Regions from separate parts of the Mus musculus genome. Here region 2 is linked to region 1. The links are chromatin contacts, called in public HiChIP or PLAC-seq maps. All regions are on one chromosome and are shown on one strand. The core of a region is the stretch at or near the end of the contact, and the rest is flanking DNA. Distances in the headings are between cores, read along the strand shown. Region 1 holds the start of Noa1 (nitric oxide associated 1). Region 2 overlaps Igfbp7 (insulin-like growth factor binding protein 7).

Evidence for each region. HiChIP or PLAC-seq counts read pairs in DNA pulled down with a chosen protein or histone mark.
Region 2: an HNF4G HiChIP or PLAC-seq map of pancreatic cancer cells shows a contact between it and region 1. The contact joins the enhancer-like site here to the promoter of Noa1 in region 1. A contact is called at or near these places in 1 of 39 promoter capture datasets (epiblast stem cells), 5 of 484 Hi-C or Micro-C datasets (embryonic fibroblasts, erythroid progenitors, muscle stem cells and 2 more), 6 of 115 datasets of contacts at active chromatin or transcription factors (the SCID.adh cell line, embryonic stem cells, memory CD8 T cells and 1 more) and 3 of 9 other capture datasets (adipose tissue, liver and pancreatic islet).

The regions. Positions count from the first base shown.
Region 1 is chr5:77,308,135-77,312,906 of GRCm38.p6, forward strand. Noa1 (nitric oxide associated 1) reads right to left here and starts at 1,952. Exons shown (of 7, transcript NM_019836.3): 1 at 773-1,952. The coding sequence starts at 1,922. It overlaps Polr2b (polymerase (RNA) II (DNA directed) polypeptide B), which reads left to right and starts at 2,350. Exons shown (of 25, transcript NM_153798.2): 1 at 2,350-2,496. The coding sequence starts at 2,478.
Region 2 is chr5:77,365,918-77,370,689 of GRCm38.p6, forward strand. The region is part of intron 1 of Igfbp7 (insulin-like growth factor binding protein 7); the gene reads right to left. Among named protein-coding and RNA genes, the nearest start is that of Gm34648, 18 kb to the right of the region's middle. Within about 2 kb of position 1,929, at least 132 of the 459 cell types and tissues checked have an H3K27ac peak or open chromatin away from gene starts, as enhancers often do. A contact at or near this core is called in adipose tissue, embryonic fibroblasts, memory CD8 T cells and 4 more, where this site is marked.

The sequences.
Region 1 (4,772 bases), core at 702-3,201:
GACTGTGCACTGCTGTAGTACACCCAAGGTACATAGACAGCTTTAAATACTCAGTGCCAAAGGGTAGCTAACGGAGTTAAACTCTGGTTTCAAGGGAACACAACCTAATTCCTAAGACTATAGCTCTCCAAGTATGCATGTTTCCCCTCCTCCTTCCTCAGCTTTTTCCTTGAGACAGGCTCTTGCATGGCAGCCTCAGGCTCTGCCTCCCTAGAGCCCTGATAACAGTGTCACCATGCCAAGCTGTTAGTTTCTCAGAAAACTGTCCTTTCTTCTTGAGATATCTCCCCACACCATACTGTATCAGCTCTTTTATATGTGTTACAGTCCAAGAATAAGTCAATTCAGGGGGTGAATGAAGAGTAAGATTGGGGGGTAAGGGGTCTTAGAGTAAAAAGAAAAGTTTATTTTGTTTATGGATCCCATGGTAGCCTCCAACGATGTAGCTGAGAATGGCTTTGATCTCCTCCTGCCTCCACCTCCCTAATGCTGGGGATACAGGAGTTTGCCACCGCACATCCTTTTGGATGCGGTAGACTAACTCAGGTTTCGTGCATGCTAGGCAAGCACTTTAGCCCCAGTCCCTCTAGAAACATCTCTATTAGAAAACCAAACATGCATCGAACTTCCAAACACTAACCTGTCACAAGAGGTATGTCCAAAGAGAGGAAAGACATTTTAAAGGGACGGCTCCAGGCAGCTCAAGGTGGACATTTAAGGATATGTACTAGGTGCCTGGGTCAAATCTAATTTCTCAGCAATGGGGCCTCACCTGGCCAGGGGGAGATGGTGGCCCGGTCGATGGCTTCGGAGCCCTTGGCGGTGCAGTAATCAGACTCCAGGAGTGTGTTAAAGAGAGTGGACTTGCCAGCATTAGTGGTGCCCACCAGGTAGACATCACCACGGTAGCGCCAGGAGCGCTGAAGAGCAGAGATCATTTCTTCAACTCCATAGCCCGTCTTGGCGCTGATCAGTCGCACGTCCTTGACTACCGTGCGGGACCTGGAGGACGGATTCTGATTCTTTATCTCCTCCAGTGGCTCATCCCCGGCAGGGTACTGTGGTCCTTGATGACCAGGAGCCACCACGAGCCCGGCGCGGATGCAATCGTCCCACAGCCGCTTCCGCAGCCGCTTCAAGTAGCCGGGAGCGTCCTGGGGCAGCAGGTCCACTTTGTTCCCCAGCACGATGAGTTGCTTGGGGCCCACCAGCTTGGGCAGGTCGGGCAGCAGGGCGTCCGGCAGGTCTAGAAGATTCACCATATAGAGCACCAGAGCCGGCCCGGGACGCCGCAGCGCTGCGCTCACAAGCTCCAGGTACTGATCGCGGCTTACCTGCAGGCGCAGGGCTCGTCCGTGGTGCACCAGCAGCCAGCAGCGTTGGCACACGGTCCGCGCCGGGCCGCCTTCCGCCTGGGCAGCGTCGCGGAACTTCTCCTCCGGCAGGTAGCCCGGCAGGCCGGGATGCTGGCAGTGCAGCTCGGCTCCGCAGCCCGAGCAGTAGATGCCGCTGGGCGGCACCGAGGCGTCTGGAAACTCCGGGACAGGCAGCGTCCGGAAGCCCGCCCGCAGCTTCTGCTGAAGCCGCTCCTCCCGCTGCTGCAATCTCTCTCGTTCCTTCTCCTGCTGCAGCTGCTGCAACTCCCGCAGCTCCTGCAACTCCCGCACTTGTTCCTCCGGGGTCCGCTCCGGGACGTACTCCGGGAACAGAAAGCGTTCCTCCGTGTCCGGGCCTTCTGCATAGTCCTCGGTCGCCGTGGAGCTCGGGGGAACCCGACGGCCCAAGGATGATGCACGCTGGCGGATGGGGACCTCACACTTCCCCTCCAGAAGCCACCGTGCTGGGCCGTAGCACGCAGCGGCCGGCGCGGGGCCCCGCCGGAGCCCGCAGAGCAGCCCGCAAGCCAGGCGCGCGGGCAGCATGTGGACAGCGCGAGGAGGGCGGGGCCTCGCGCGCGCACGCGCGCTCGCGTCCGAGAAGTTCCTCCCCCAGCGACTAGACGAGAGGGAACTGTCCAACAGTGCGGCCGATTCTCGCACTCTCGCGATGACAGCTCTGAAACTCGAGAGTTCAGGCAGACGTGCAAAGGCACGGACTCGATAGAGCTGGGTGAGCAGAAGGTTCTCCAGTGCTCAGTCCACACGCGGAGCCATTTCTTTCATAAATCTTCAAACAAATCAAAACACGCAGCAAGAAACTTTCATTAGCGTAACCTAACTTCTGGCTAAGGAGCCGTCTGTCCTCAGCGGCAGCCAGCTAGTCATCACTCGCGCATGCGTAGTTCAAGTCCAGCCAGACCCTTTGCCAGTCGTCTGCGCAGGCGCAAGCCTCACACCCCGCCCCCTCGCTGAGACGCCGAGGATTCTGGGAACGTCGGAGACGGACATTGCTTGGTATCGCACTCTTGAGTTTGCCGCCGCGCTTCCCGTCTCCAGCTTTGCGATTCCGAGTAAGAGCTCCAGAAACCTTTGGCCAAGATGTATGACGCCGACGAGGGTAAGTGACCGCTTGAGGCACGCTTCACGCTATAGCCCCTTAGGCGGGACGGCGGGGGACCTGCAGCAGGGATCAGCGCCAGCCGCCGCATCCCGTCCGTGGCGCGCGGGCTCCCGGCAGCCTGGTTCCTACGATTTAGCCCGGGAACGAAGTGGGCTTTGCTAGCGGTGCAGGCTCGGGGTTCACGTTCCTGGGTCGGCTTGATTGCTCCCTACACGGCCTCCCGTTAAATCTGTAACCACCTTCCAGAATCGACATAGCGTAGCTTATTAACTAACATTTAGTTGTTTGATGTTGATTGATTTCATTTATCATTTCAGTCGACTTATTGAATAGCTATTATTATTATTATTATTATTATTATTATTATTAAACGGCACAGGGAATTGAACCCAGGGCCTGTCTGCACATACTCTGCTTCTGAGCCATATTTCTAGGCCCAGGAAGCTCAATTTTTGACCACGTCCTTGTGTTAGACATTGTTAAACTCTGGACGTATTAGGGACAAAGAACGGGTTCTGGGTTGACATTCCTTCACACTGTCTTCAGTTTAAGTAAACTGCCTTAAAAGATGGCCTTAAGCGGTCACTTCCCACGAGATGACAGTTCTAGGATGGTATGTTTTCCATTTTCACGAGGACAAAATGGCTTTTTACTTTTTGTATGAACACTTCTTAGTCCTACCCATTTTATTTTCATGTTGTGTGTGTGTTTTTTTTAAGCTCCCTTTTCTCTGATCAAAAATCATTTTATTCCAGCTCCCAACTTTGTGGCTGTCCTATGCATTCCCCTCCCTCCCCCTTTTCTCATGGAAACAATAGAAGCAAACGCTTTAACTTTTAAAATTGCTTCAATGTCTCAGACCCATTCATACCTCATTAGAATCTATTAGAATCGTTATATTCTTTTTAAAGTTATTCTTACTTGAAGGAAATTTAGGAGCTTTAAAACCATATGACATTTATTTATTTTGTGCATATGTATGAATGTGGGCGCACTCATGGGGTGTACCATAGAGGTCCTGGAGTTTGAATTCAGGTTCATGGCCCTCAGACTATATATTTCTGTAGAGCATATTTCACTCTTCAGATACTTTTAACAGGAGCGTGATGCTCAAACGAAGCTTTCTTACTGGACTGGAGATGTAGCCTGGTGCTCGTACTGCCTAGTGTGGGCCATGCTCTGCAGTCAGTCTTAGGCATGGAGGGGGTGGGGGAAGGTCATACTATTTGGAAAGCTGTACAGGGCATGGTGGGCATGAGTTGACTCTCTTTCAGAGTTTCTGAATCAAGGGGGCTGGAGAGATGGCTCAGCAGTTAAGAGTACTTGTCGCTCATTCTTGCAGAGGACTTGGGTTTGGTTCCCAGAACGTGCTGTGCATGAATCTAGGAGATCCAATAGTACATATCCGGAGCCCATGCGTGCATGTAGGCATAAAGATCATATGCATAAAATAAAAGTAAACCTTGAGAAAATCTGTGGGATTTCTGACTGGAATGTCTGTAAGTGGCTCTTACAGTTTGGCATTATCAGCGAGCATTGGGAAAGTATTAGAAGCTTTTTAGTGACAGTTCTGGCCTTCAGAGCAAACAAGTCAGAATTGCAGTGCTTTTTCTGACCTTGTCCTGAAACCATGTGACCTCATTCTAGCCGCAGGCTTTACTGGAGAGTTGAAAATTATGAAAACCCATGGAGAGGATGTATAGACCCTTTATCTTTGTTTCTTTTTGAGACAGGGGCTCATCGTGTCTCTCAGACTGGCCTGTCATTTATGGTGATCCTTCTACTTCTTGCCTCCTGAGTGCTGGAACGGCAGGTGTGCACCAGCATGCCTGGCTGACTCCTTATCTTGATAGGAGGGGCAAGATCACAAAGAAGAGGGTTGGGAATCTTTGGAAAAGGCCAGGCATGTTGGCACATGTCTTTAGTCATAGGTTGAGAGGCAGAGGCAGGAGGATCTCTGTAAGTTTAAGGCCAGTTCTTGTAGCTAGACTACATAGTGAGATCCTGTCTCAAAAAAAACCCCAAAAACCCATATATATATAATACATATATACTATACATATATGCATAGTGTGTATATATATATATATATATACACACACACATGTACATGCATGTATATATCATACATTTGAAATATGCATATATAAATGTATGAAATGTTGAAGTCATAGACCACCCCAGGGTGTTGCTAAGTTAAACAATTTTCCCTCTCATTGTTGTCTATGAGGCCTTACTGGTCAGAGGATCTTGCTCCTGCTTAGCTCTTAGTA
Region 2 (4,772 bases), core at 679-3,178, 58 kb after region 1:
ATGCTTCTGTCACATGCGGTCTGAGGGTTAAGTCAAACAAGGCATGTTCAGGTAAGTGAGGCATGAAGTCCCTCTGGGAGGGTGGATGAGCCCCAACAGGCCTCTGTTGCAACCTCGCCAAGTGGTGAGTTAAACTATTCAGCACAGACCCCATCAAGTCGGAGTCCTTAACTACCGGCCTAACCCGTGGCTGACTAATGTCCGTACACGTTCATTTAGGCTGGGTGTTATTTGATGTACACAGATGAAGAACTGACTTTAAAGTGTGTCTTTCTGAGGGGAAACTCCCTAGTTACCTGGGTGTTTCTTACTCATATTAACATAGCCTTGGAAATCACAGGCCTGGCCTGCCTGGACGATGACTGACCATAAATCCAAGGTGCTAAGATATCATTTTTTCCTATTCCGCAAGCACAGAACTGCTTAGGGGAAATTTCCACAGGAAGGCCAAGCCAGGCAGACAGTCCTTCCCAATTCTCGGATGTCTAAAGGCTAGCTAGCTAGGGAGCTCCCAGAACTCCACATCCACAAGTCTATGGCAGCCCCATTCTCCAAATGAACATCCGCAGGCATCCGGGAACCCTCTGGCACCTGGACGGACTTCCTCATCCCGCTGTGGAGGGGGAACTCTCTGCTCTGGAGGCTTGCCCATTTCAGAACAGGCTCTGCTCTGCCCAATAAAGGCTGCAGGCTGGTTACAAATAGATGTCCTCCCTGGGGGGAAATACGTACGGGCCTCCCAGAGGGCTCTCAGCATCATCAGGTTGAACTGTTTAAGTGGCTGGAAGATTTTCAAAGACTGAAGAAGGGCAAAGTCTGAATTTACAGGAATCTCACAGAGCTGAGAACAATGGGCCTTCAGGAAAGGATGAAGGTTTTTGGCATTCTGAGGATTGGATCAGCCAGGAGAGAGATCTGTACTTTAGGAACACCCGTGGGTTCCTAAGCTTACAGGCTAACAGCTCTAGAAGCAGCCCTCAGAGTTGGAGTGTGCAATAGAATCTGTTAGCAGAGTTTGTGTGGCCTCTGGAAGGGCCCACAGGGGAAGCTCCAACCATAAACATCCCACTGTATCTTCACCAGTGGGCGACAATTCAGTTGCACATTGGACTCTCTTCCAGGCATCCAGAATACATGGGAACTTAGGCCACATGCCCCGTTCTCGTTGGTTCTGACCCTGGAAGATTGTAATTGAGGGCAGGGCAGGCAGTAACTGGAGAGGAAGACAGGTAGGAAGATGGAAGGGAGGAGGGAAGGGATGACTGAGAGTAAGAATGGTCCTTGCTGCAGCTTTGGGCAAGAAGCACTAAGTACCACTTAGTACTTAGTACCACTAAGTAGTCCCTGGGGTGATGGGGATACCTCAGGGAGCCAGCTCTGTGTCAATGGTATGGAAACTTGGCCACAGCCCCAAGGCCCTTTCTGGCTGGTTTATTTAACCTGTCCAGGCACAGCGGACAGTGGCTCACTGCCCCTCCTTATTACAAGCAGTGAACTCACTGATATTTCTGAGTCTCCTTCTTGACCATTTTTTCTTTTTCTAGTTTTGTGAGTTAGAGTCACTGGTTCTCTGGCTATCCCACTCTGCCCCACTGCTGCTCTCTTGACTCCCACTCTGGATTCCATCTCTAGATGGGGTTTCTCCCTTGCGAGTATATGGGTGTTACTCATGGTATCCCCGCTCCCCTCTCTGTTCCTTCCTTGTCAGGTGGCCTGCCAGGACACCTTCTGGCTTTGAAAGGAGCAAGGTGTGCTGCAGAGGGGGGTCAGGCTCCTGGGGGCACGGTGGTTTACAGCCCTTGCTAAACCGGCGTTCAGCCACTGCACTGGCTGATGGTTTTACCCGGCAGGCCTTAGCCTCTGTCTCAGCTAGGACCTCCATGCTTACAACTGCTTGGCAGACAACCCCAGACATGAATCAGCCGCGCATAACTGAGCCCTCCCTGTTCTCTGTGGTTTTCCACCCCAGCCCCATGCCCTCTGGTTACTTTCTGTGTCGTCGTTCTGTCATGACCACAGACCCAGAAGCTCTCAGTTATCCGCCCCAAGTCACCCTTGTTTTCTACTCTTTGCTGAAGTGTTCTGGGCTTTTCTCCCAGTTTCCTAGCGGGATTTAGCATTTCTTCTTCCGCGTTCTGTATTTTCTACTGTTGTTTCTGAGGCTTAACTTGGAAGAGAAAGTTTTGTTTTTCTTTTGAGGCTAACTCTTCTTGGATAGGTCTTGGGGACAAATGAAGAATGCTGCTGTGCACTTGTCTTGTGCGCCACTGTCATCTCCTTATGTGTTTTGTCACAATGAGGAAAAAGTTTTTCCGAGCGCCTTGAATTTAGTTTGTAGCCCAGGGCGGTCCTAAACCTTCAATCTTCTTGTCTCAGCCTCCAGAGAGTGTGTGAGCTTACAGGCCTGCATCACCAGGCCTAGCTGGATGCTGTACTTTTAGAAGGACCGGGAACAACAAAATGCAAATTAGCCCAAATGCCAGGTGTGCCTGAGGTTCCTCTTGGCGGCCGGCCCTTTCTCTGCAGGGTTTCCTGCTACAGCAAACACCATCATTAACCTTGGAGCATTTTTGCTTTGTTTAAGTAAAATAATTTCCTCATTAGACAGAGGGATTTCACGTGTCTTTCTCCTTTTTTTTAGAACAGCCACACAGATAAGGGGAAACTCTGTTATAAACACAGGGGATTCAAATATTCTCCAAACTCTTGAAGTTGTAGCTTCAGTTCTCTTGGGTACATTCTCAGGGAATCTCTTCAGTAAGATATGTGGTCCTTTTAGGAATCTCGGGGCACGGGGACAAAGAACAGATAGATCTGTGAGTTCAGGTAAGCTGGCCAGCTTTAAGTATCAAGATGATATTGATCACAGCTTTACGTGTAGGTGAATCTTGGAATTGGAGGGGAGCCTGGTTTATGTAGCAAGTTCCAGATCAGCCAGAGTTACAGAGTAAACCCTGGAGATAGAGACATAGAGACAGCAGACACACACACACACACACACACACACACACACACACACACACACACAGACACACACACACACAGACACACACACACACACAGACACACACACACAGAGCACAGAGAGACAGAAACACAGGGAGTTAAGGAATGCAGAGAGGGGGGGAGGGAGGAGGGAGAGAGAGGGAGACATCTATAGAAAATGATGTGACAGTGGAGGGAGTGCCATGTGCTATGGTTTGGGGACAGCCATCCCCTCAGGTTCATAGGTGAAGGTCTGTAGGTGGTGTATATTAGAAGAAGGAGACGTTATTGGGACCTGGTTGAAACATGTCTTAACCCTGGCTCCTTCCTATAGAAGGAATGATAAGTTCTATTAGGAAACTAGAAGAAAACCCAAGAATACTCCACAAAGGATAAAAGATAAAGGGAGCTTTCTGGCCACTATATGGGGGACAGATTCCCTCTACAGTGCCCTTTCTGCACGATGCACTGCCTCACCATGGCCCAGAAACAAGGAACCAGCTAACGAAAGATTGATATCAGAGCCCAAACAAGTTTTTCTTCTTTAAACTGTGTCTCTTAGGTGTTTGTCACAGCAAATAAAAAGTCTGGTTAGCACACTGAGTAAATCAAATTTCAGTACTGTGTGGTCTTAGGCAATTAAATCTATGTGGGAGGCGAAGAGTCCATCTGGGTCTGCCATGAACCAAGTGGTGTGTTGACACAACGGGGTAGGAGGGTGTTGGCTTCTACCTAGGACTGAAATCCAGGAAGCATGGATAGACAAGTGTACAGGCAACTGTAATACAGACAGACTGTCTGGGGCTCCTCTACAGTAGATGTAAAAACATTCGACTGTGTGTGGTCGTACATGCTTGTAGCCACAGCACTCCAGGAGGCTAAAGCAGAAAGGTCATGAGTTGGTGGCCAATTTGGTCTCAAAAAAGCAAAAAAAAAAAAAAACGAAACAAGCAAGAATGTTTTTGGTATAGCTGTCTGGCTTACACTGTCACCTGTCTGACCACTAGGAAAGGGGCAGTTCTGTTCTCCTGAACTACTTATTTACCTACAAAGTGCAGATCAGTCTGATCTGATCCCGAGGACCCTCCTGACCTCCTGCCTTGTCACGCCCGTCCCCCACTATGAGCTCAGCCACAGCGAACTCCCCTGGTTTCTTACACATGTCTTGCTCTTCCCAGCCCCTGAATTTTGCACATTCCAGTCTTTTTCTAGAACATTCACCTCCTTTTTCCAAGGTTAATTTCTACATACCCTTTCAGTTTCGCCTTGATTTTTGTTTGACACCAAAACCGTTATCTCCCTCGACGCTTCCACTTTGCGTTTCTATACCAACCTTGCTCAGAACCGGGGCCTCCTTCCTGTCCTCCCACTAGATTGGAGCCCCAGTGCTGGTGGCACAGGCAATTTGTTCTCTCTAGTTTCTTCCTGAGTCTCATCCCTGCACACCAGGGATAACCACCAAACCCCTGAGCATCAGAAAAGCAGCTTCTACCAGAATGCGCACTTGGCTTAGTTCATGGAAGGTTTAAACAGTATGAGTTCAGGAGTCACTCCAAGAAGCAGGTTTTCCTGGCTGTTCCTTATTAAAAACGACCTTGTAGGGCTCCAGGTTATATAAAACCAGCTAGCGGCCACTATGATATTCTGTAGTTTCTGCACCGGCATGTTTTAGCATTTGGGAGAGTTTCAAGTGCAGAGATTTTGATTAATTGTGACCTACTTATGAACTGGTCCTCAACTGTTTGTAGGTACAATATGTGAATGTTGGGGCTTGCCCTTCCCGGGCT